Regions from separate parts of the Sus scrofa genome. Here region 1 is linked to region 2. The links are chromatin contacts, called in public HiChIP or PLAC-seq maps. All regions are on one chromosome and are shown on one strand. The core of a region is the stretch at or near the end of the contact, and the rest is flanking DNA. Distances in the headings are between cores, read along the strand shown.

Region 1 (3,933 bases), core at 67-2,566, 210 kb before region 2:
GGTAAGAGGCTGGTTAGAATAAAAGCTAGTCCCTTAAATCAGAAACCCTCACCCCTACACCACTTCCTGTTGCCATGAGTAGGGTCAGCATGGGCTCGGCTTAGTCTTCCTAGCTCTGTTGGTATTTTTCTTGTCTCCACGTGAGGAGAAAATGTCCCTTCTCTTTCATGGTTTAAGAAAATGAGGACTAAACGTTCCCTTGTAGTATGTGCTGCAATCCTGCTAGATATGACATAAGTAGGTAGAGAACAGGAAAAATGCATCTGGAGACAAAGGAAGAAGGGAAGTAGGTACCAGGAAGTTGTGAGCAGGGTAAACAATCATACAAGGGGTACACCAGAACAAGGAAGCTAGGAAGAAATCCAGTCAAAACCTGGTGGTGATGAGGGTTGCCAGCTTGATTTTGAATCCCCACAGTTTTAAGTATGATTGCCTGTGGGCTATCATGTCTTTATCCAGAAGGAGAATGGAGAGCTCCTGTGTTTCTGGAGTCCTGTGTTTCTGGTTAGCCTCCAGAGAAAGGAAAATGTTTTCCAGTCTTTATATATTCATGACTAGGAGTGTGAACTTCAACCTTCTAGAGAATATTGTTTTCCACTTCATAGCAATGTGTGTCTTCAATTCTGGGCCTGAAAACTGAAGACCTAACCTAATCTGGACTTTTTTCTCTATCACACTCAAGGTTGTTTTACCGTTCAGTACCTAAATTTCTTTTCCCAGACAGGCATTCTTAACTGTATGGTAAAGTCAAAGCCTCAAGAAAGTTAACAGTTAATGTTCTTTGTGCTGAACTGGGATTTCGTTGTTACTGAAGGTTACCCCATAGCTTGGCTTTTTTTTTTTTTTAGGTATTGAGTGACTTTGTTCACAACTTAGTCATCCTGAAGGGCTAGTGGAATGGAAGTGGAAGTGGGGAGTTCCTCAAGTGAGTAAATATTCAGACATTCCAAGGGAGAAGTGGAATTGCTAAATCTTCATTGTCCTAAGAGGCAGGGTGAGCGCTCCTGGACGCTTTGGTTAATTTTACTGTCCAGGTGTGGCATCTCTCATTTATAGGAACACTTTCAGTATTCCCATAGCCGTAGGAGTATTCTCAAGTGAGAGTTTACTCCAAGCCAGGATTGAGAGGCTTTGGGGGAAATATGAAGAAATTAATGGTGGTACTCTTATCACTCCTCACCATGTGCAGCTATCTCTCCATCTCCTGTCCATCTACTTCATTTCCTATTTCTCTCTCTCCTCCCCACTCACTACTCGCATGCTTTAGTCGAGCCAGGGAGGTTGATTGCTTAACCCTGAAGGGTATTTAGAGTTTTGCTGCTTCATAGTTTTGAAGGGTGGTGAGAAGAAATTCAGGAGACAAATGTCTATTCCAGTTCCTCAATTTATGGGATGAGAACTGAAAGAGAAAGCAAAATCACTTTCTTATTGCTAACTGCTAAGGAAAGGAGCTTTTAATTCATGTTGCATGAAGTCTAAGAGATTTACTGGTCTAGGAAAGTCTCAACTTTCACTTCATCCTCTTCCCTCATATCCTGACACTTGATTTTGCTGCTGTCATTTCTAAGCTCAGTTGCAGATAGTGTCTATGGGAAGTAAAGCTTGGTGAGAAGAGGGCCCTCCTGTCCATGAGAAAGCAGATGAGGGCTGCTTTGATGCCCTGGTGATTAATCACAAGGTTGCCCAAATACTTGACCACTGGATTGTTCTCATATCTCTGTCTCAAGAATGAATTAATAGTTCAAGGCTGAGAGAGGCTGATATACAGTTAGTTCTTAATACTCTCTAGGTGGGTAATTGTTAGCAAAGTTTTCTCAATACCCAGTCCTCAGCCACATTGTGCTTCTCTGGAATGAGAGGGTATAAGCCATGAAGTTAATTCATTTAGACATAGGTTCCCTAGAACCTGGAAATAGCTGGATGTTTTGGATGTTTTGCTCTGGCAGGATTGTAGCCTGAAGATAATGTTGGTAGTTCTAAAGGAATAAAAGACATTTTACCCAAGCCAAAACATCTCTGAGGAAGGCAGCACAGAGAGACTTTAAAAAGGCTACAATATAGCAGTCAGAGCTAAGCCAAGAGCAGAGCTTGAGTTTTGAGAATGTCTTGTCTTTGTTTAAGGATCCTATCTGAGGGGTTGTCTCAAGGAGAGCATCCTTCCCCCTCCTGTGTTTCACGAGGGACACCCTTGGTAAGGATCAGCTTATAGACAGATAACCTCCCCACCGAGGCTAATACAATTTTTCATGCTTCTAACCCTGGAGAAAAGAAGGTGCTTTAGAGACCTAGAGAGCCTGATCCCTTTTAGAAATTCGGTAACTTCTAAGTTCCCAAAAGTTCTCATATAACATGAAGCAATATGAGAAGGAAATGTAAAGAAGGGGGAACTGGAGAAGTCTTAGTGGGACTGCAGAAAGAGGCAGTGTATGATTGCTTATAAAGAAGAGAGAGGGATGTAAGGGTGGAAGGAAAAATTAATGGAGTAGTGAAGGGGGATAAATGCCTTAAAGTTTCACAATTCATTTCAAGGAGACCCCATTAAAGAGCAAACTGTCCCCTTGATTAATGTTAGTGATAGGGTTACCTTTATAGTTGGGGCATGCTATGAAGACAGTTATATTAGGCAAATAATTTATACAAGAACATTTTGCTTAGCATTGCTCTCTACATGGTTCAAGAGTATTTCAGGAATAAGGCAGGAATGATAGAGCATCGAGCATCAATGATTGAGCATCAAGCTAAAAAATTGTTTTTTGAGTTTTAAAACTCTTCTGCAAGTGGTTTTACATGTTTTAGGAAACCAATATTCCTCTCCCCTTCACTTTAGATCTAAGTGAGGGTGACTCACAGAAGAGCAAACAAACCAGAACGTGTGAATCAGAGTCACAGAGTGTTAGAGCTTACAAAAGGACACTAGTTGGTCTAGTTCGGTGCTGTCATTAGCCGGTGAAAAAAACAGACCCAGAGGGGTTGAGAACGTGTTGGGAGGAAGAAGGGAAAGAATGAGAAACTAACATTGTCTGGAACCTACTATGTGTCAGGTACCACAGTACCTTTGCTTTTGTTACCTTGATTATTTAACACCTTGAGGCTAAGGAATGGAAAGAATACAAGGCAAATCCTTGTCCTGAGCAATATGTAGGAGATAAAAGAGGGTAGCAGATCATTTTTTCCTGTCTAATCACACAGGACTAAACTAGAGGAAATTTGAGAGTGAGGTTAATCTAAGGTGCTTGCTAAAAAGTGAGGGAGACTCATGAATAAGTTTTCTATTCTGAGGGACCTTCCAAAAATGTGATGGTCAGAGATAGGCTAGAGGCAAGTCTGGTGGAAAACAAGATTACTGTTGCCTCTGGGATTGACTTGCATGCTAGAAAGTCAGATCATGACCTAAGAATATAGGATTAATTTTAGAAATGGGGAACAACGAAATGAGGCTTCTCATCCTGAGGTGTCTACAATGAAACTAGTGTTTATATACTGTGCATTGAGGTGATAAAAAATTTTGATGACTGTGCCTTTTTTTTTTTTTTATGTTTTTGTTTTGTAACACGTTTCGAAGTCTTGAAACAACTTGTGATTTTGGAAGGGGTAAGAGTGCCAAGTTCAATGTTGATAAGGACCGGTGGCAGCCTGAAAATTGACATTGGGAGTAAGATTGTATTTCTTGTCGATGTTTGATATGATATCTCAAGAGTTAATACCATGAGGGCTGCTTCCATGAGGAGCCAGTAATACTAGCTCTATCATCCCCTGAGTACAGGGCAACTTCTGGGCACGATTATGGGAGGGTCCCATCTTTAGGAAGATTCTGGGTCTAGTGAGAGACAAGTCTTATACCTGGGGGGAAGTGGGGATTTGATATTTATAAGTCATATTCATGCAGGTTACAAAATAAAGTCGTAACATAGTTCAGAGGGAGCCAAAGCAAAG
Region 2 (3,630 bases), core at 661-3,160:
CTGTGTTTTCATGGTAAGCCGTATGTTTTTAGCCAGGGTACGTCTGTCTTAGGGTGGTTTGGGTGTGACTCACCGAGAGTGGCATGCCAATGCCACTTCTTCTTCTTCTTCTTTTTTTTTTTTTTGTCTTTTCAGGGCTGCACCAGTGGCATATGGAGGTTCCCAGGCTAGGGGTCCAATCGGAGCTGTAGCTGTCTGCCTATGCCACAGCCACAACACCAGATCCCAGCTGTGTCTTCAAGGTACGCAGCAGCTCTCAGCAATGCAAGATCCTTAAGCAACAGAGCAAGGCCAGATAGGAAACCGCATCCTCATGGATACTAGGCAGACTCTTAACCTGCTGAGCCACAACGGGAACGCCCAATGCCATTCTTTTAGGACCACCAACTGGATCCCCCTAGAATCTCTGTAATGGAGCTGGGCCCTGTGGCCCTGCAATTTGAAGGAAAGCTAGCTGTAGACAGGAACAGAATGAGCCAGATCCATCCCACAGACCTCCAGCCAATGGGCACGTGTTCCTCTGCATCTACCTGCCCAACTCCGCCCTGAGTCAGACCCAAAACAGTGTAGAAGTGGGCATTCCTAACAGACAGAACCTTCCCCAATTTTCCAAAAGATTCCAGGCTCTCTCCTTTCTCCCAGCCTTGGCCCATCCACAGCCCTCTTACACCCATCGATTCCATACAGGTTCCCGTCTTTTCGTTCCCTTCTCCCAAGCTGAGCCATCCGTCCCACACAGCTAAGGGATGAGCTGCGGGTGGGAAGGGGCGGCTGGGAGAGTAGGAGTGGGGACGCACGCGGGGACCCATCCAGCAGTCGCTCTGGCTCCCCAACACTTGATCTGCACCCACCGCTCGCTCTTCCTCCCCCTTCTCGCCGGGGAACAATCCGGCCCGTGTGCAGTCAGTGGCAGTGACCGGCGCCAGCCGAGCAGTTGGGGAGATGCGGTCGCCGGGCTCGAGGGAGCCGCCTCCGGCTCTGCGGCGGAAAAGCCTGCCGGCTTTGCCAGGGGGCGAGCTCCGGAGGCCTGACTTTCAGCACATCCGGCCCCGCCAAGGCAGCCGAGGATGCGTCGTCTATCCTCTGGCCTGACGAAGGAGGCTCGCTTGGGGCCACAGCAATGAGCCCATCCGTCGCGGGGCAAGGGGGTTGATTTGCTCTTCGCTGAGAGCCTGTGGGCCGGGTGGAGGCCTCTAGAGACCAGGCGGGTGGAGGAAGGTTCTGCAGGCCACAAACAAGCACGGAGGATGCTTCGGGGGCGAAGGCGGCGGTGGGCTCGGGTCATCCAGCTCCTTTGGACCCGCGCCCCCGCCTCCCGACGGCCTGGGCCGGCTCAGCCGCGCGGCTGCAGCGACACCCAGTGGCTATGGTGGGAAGTGCAGGCGCCTCTTCCTTGGTTCCCGCTAAGGTCTGTGCCGCTAGAGGTTCCCACTAGTGGTTACGGACGGGCACTCCCAGGAGAGAAGGCCTCGCTTTGCAGACTGCCCCACGCGGCACTTCCCCTTCCCCTCCCCCAGTTTCCTCCCCAGCAGTCGCCCGAGTGCTGGGAGATCCTGCAAGGCTGCAGTGCCCGGAAGGGCGGGGCGTGGCACAGCAGCGGCGCTGGGCTGTGACCCTGAGCGGTTTCACTTCTGGATCCTGCTTGGGGTGTGATGGGAGAGTACCCGGGCTGGGGGAGGAGGGGGGACACGCGGCGTGCCAAGGTCCAGTGCTCGGGACCCCGAGTGAGGGATGGCGTTTCACTCCTGGGGTGTCACGCAACCCACGCTTTCTTCCATTTTCCACCCCCACCCCCAAGTCCCATGGGTTCCACTCGGCTGTCCCCGGAGCTGCCGCTGCTCCTTAGCAGCCGCCGCCTCCGCGGGGGCTGTCGACCCCCGGAGAGGCCCCGAGCGGCGTGGGCGGCAAGAGGAGCGAGCTGTGAAGCCGCAGGCAGGGGGTTAGGCTGCGGGCTGCTGAGACGCCCGAGCTGTTTCTCAGAAGTGCAGCTGCCCCTCCCCTCACACCCCCCTCAACTCCCACCTCGCACCGCACCTCTTCCCCCCTCCGCCCGACCTTGGCTTTCCTCTCCCAGGCACCCCCAACCCGGGAATCTGGTGTCTGGGTTTATGCAGAGTTAAGAGGAGGTCCCGAGAAGAGGCCAGGGGCCCGGACCCGACCTCAGTGCCCATATCCATTGTCACCTTGCTGTCCCCATGCCCCGCCCCACCCCACCCCCACTTTGTGGGCCAGGGCTGGAATTTTATAGAATGGTTTTCTCTGACCACTTGAGAGAATCAAAGGCCGCCGTCACTCTAGCTCCGGCGCCCCACCTCCCTCCCAGTGCCTGAGTTTGGGGGAGAGAAAGAAGAAGGGCCAGAACCATCTTTCTCTCCTATTCTTGTTTCTAGATTTGGGGAAAGGCCTGGCTGGAGCGCGGGGTTGAGGCCAGGTTGCCTGTTGGATCCCTGACTCTAGGGGGAAAGCAAAGCCCAGACAGGGACGGCAGGGTGCTCAGGGGCAGGTAGAGAGCAGCCGGGCTGGGATTGGAACCCAGGAGTCCAAATACTCAGCTGGCGTCTGCACAAGGCCGGCCTTTGCTATACAGAGACTTTGCTGGATTCACTGATTCTGCCTGCTTTCCCCCAACACATGCACACACAACCCCCTCCCCCCCACACACACACCCAGGAGTCTAGAGGAGAGCAGTCAGTGTCTGTGAGTGAGAGGGAGATGGAGGTGCTGAGAATGGGATTCCTGTGGGGGTTGCATGGGGATGGAGCCCTGGGAGGACAGCCTGGAGGAGGAGGCAGCATCTGCCCCCCTAGTTCCCATCCCCCAGCTGCCCCCAGGGCTGTGGTTTATTTGACTAGGCGGCTCTTCTGGGGGGCCTGGGGGGTTTGTGGGGGAAGGAGAGGTGATGGGAAAAGGCTGCTCTGGGGCTTCCTGCCCCCTCAGTCCTGGGGAAAGGGAGGGGCAATTTACATCACCCGCAGGCCCTCTAACCTCCATTCTTTCCACTGAAGGCTCCTTCCTTGGGTGTGCTCGTGTTATTCTGGGGGAAGGTCTGTTATTTTGGGGGGAAGGGAGGCAGCTGCCTACTTCACAGGTCAGGACGGAGTTAAAAACAAAACCGCAACAAATTCAACACCCCGTGTCCTTCAGGGACTTTCCATGACACCTTCCTTCCCCCCTCTCCCCCAAGCCAGGGAGCACCTCCCCAGAGGGCCTCCCCACCCCAGGTGCAGTGGCTTTTGGCTTTTATGCAAACAACTGTCTGCCTGGGAATGCTCGGGTGCCAGACCTTGTGTCCTGGCCACAGGAGCTCCTCCACCCTCCCTCAGTGTTCTTGGCCTTCCCAGAACTGTCACCGTCCCCTCCCCAACTCTTCCTTGGCCTCTGGATTCCAGGGGATGGGAGGGAGGGAAGGGAGCTAGGTCCTGGTCCCCCTGCCTGCTCGCCTGCCTGCCTGCCGGGTGGCAGTTGCCTGCAGGTGGAGGTTTGCACCGCAGCAGTGAAGGGCCTGGTTGTATGGAGGGAGGGGGGAGGAGGAGGGTGCAGGTGTGGGGTGGCCGCCACAGCCGGGCCCACCGCCCTCTAAAGCATCAACGGAGTTCCCGAGAATGATAAAGGAAACTGCTCAGGCAAGAA

What was found. HiChIP or PLAC-seq counts read pairs in DNA pulled down with a chosen protein or histone mark.
Region 1: an H3K27ac HiChIP or PLAC-seq map of alveolar macrophages shows a contact between it and region 2. The contact joins two enhancer-like sites. A contact is called at or near these places in 5 of 47 Hi-C or Micro-C datasets (embryonic fibroblasts, fetal heart ventricle, fetal skeletal muscle and 2 more) and 1 of 2 datasets of contacts at active chromatin or transcription factors (alveolar macrophages).

The regions. Positions count from the first base shown.
Region 1 is chr12:22,770,149-22,774,081 of Sscrofa11.1, reverse strand. The region is part of intron 14 of CDK12 (cyclin-dependent kinase 12); the gene reads left to right. Among named protein-coding and RNA genes, the nearest start is that of MED1, 58 kb to the left of the region's middle. Within about 2 kb of position 1,316, at least 6 of the 83 cell types and tissues checked have an H3K27ac peak or open chromatin away from gene starts, as enhancers often do. A contact at or near this core is called in alveolar macrophages, where this site is marked.
Region 2 is chr12:22,563,416-22,567,045 of Sscrofa11.1, reverse strand. No RefSeq gene overlaps it. Among named protein-coding and RNA genes, the nearest start is that of GRB7, 18 kb to the left of the region's middle. Within about 2 kb of position 1,910, at least 38 of the 83 cell types and tissues checked have an H3K27ac peak or open chromatin away from gene starts, as enhancers often do. A contact at or near this core is called in alveolar macrophages, where this site is marked.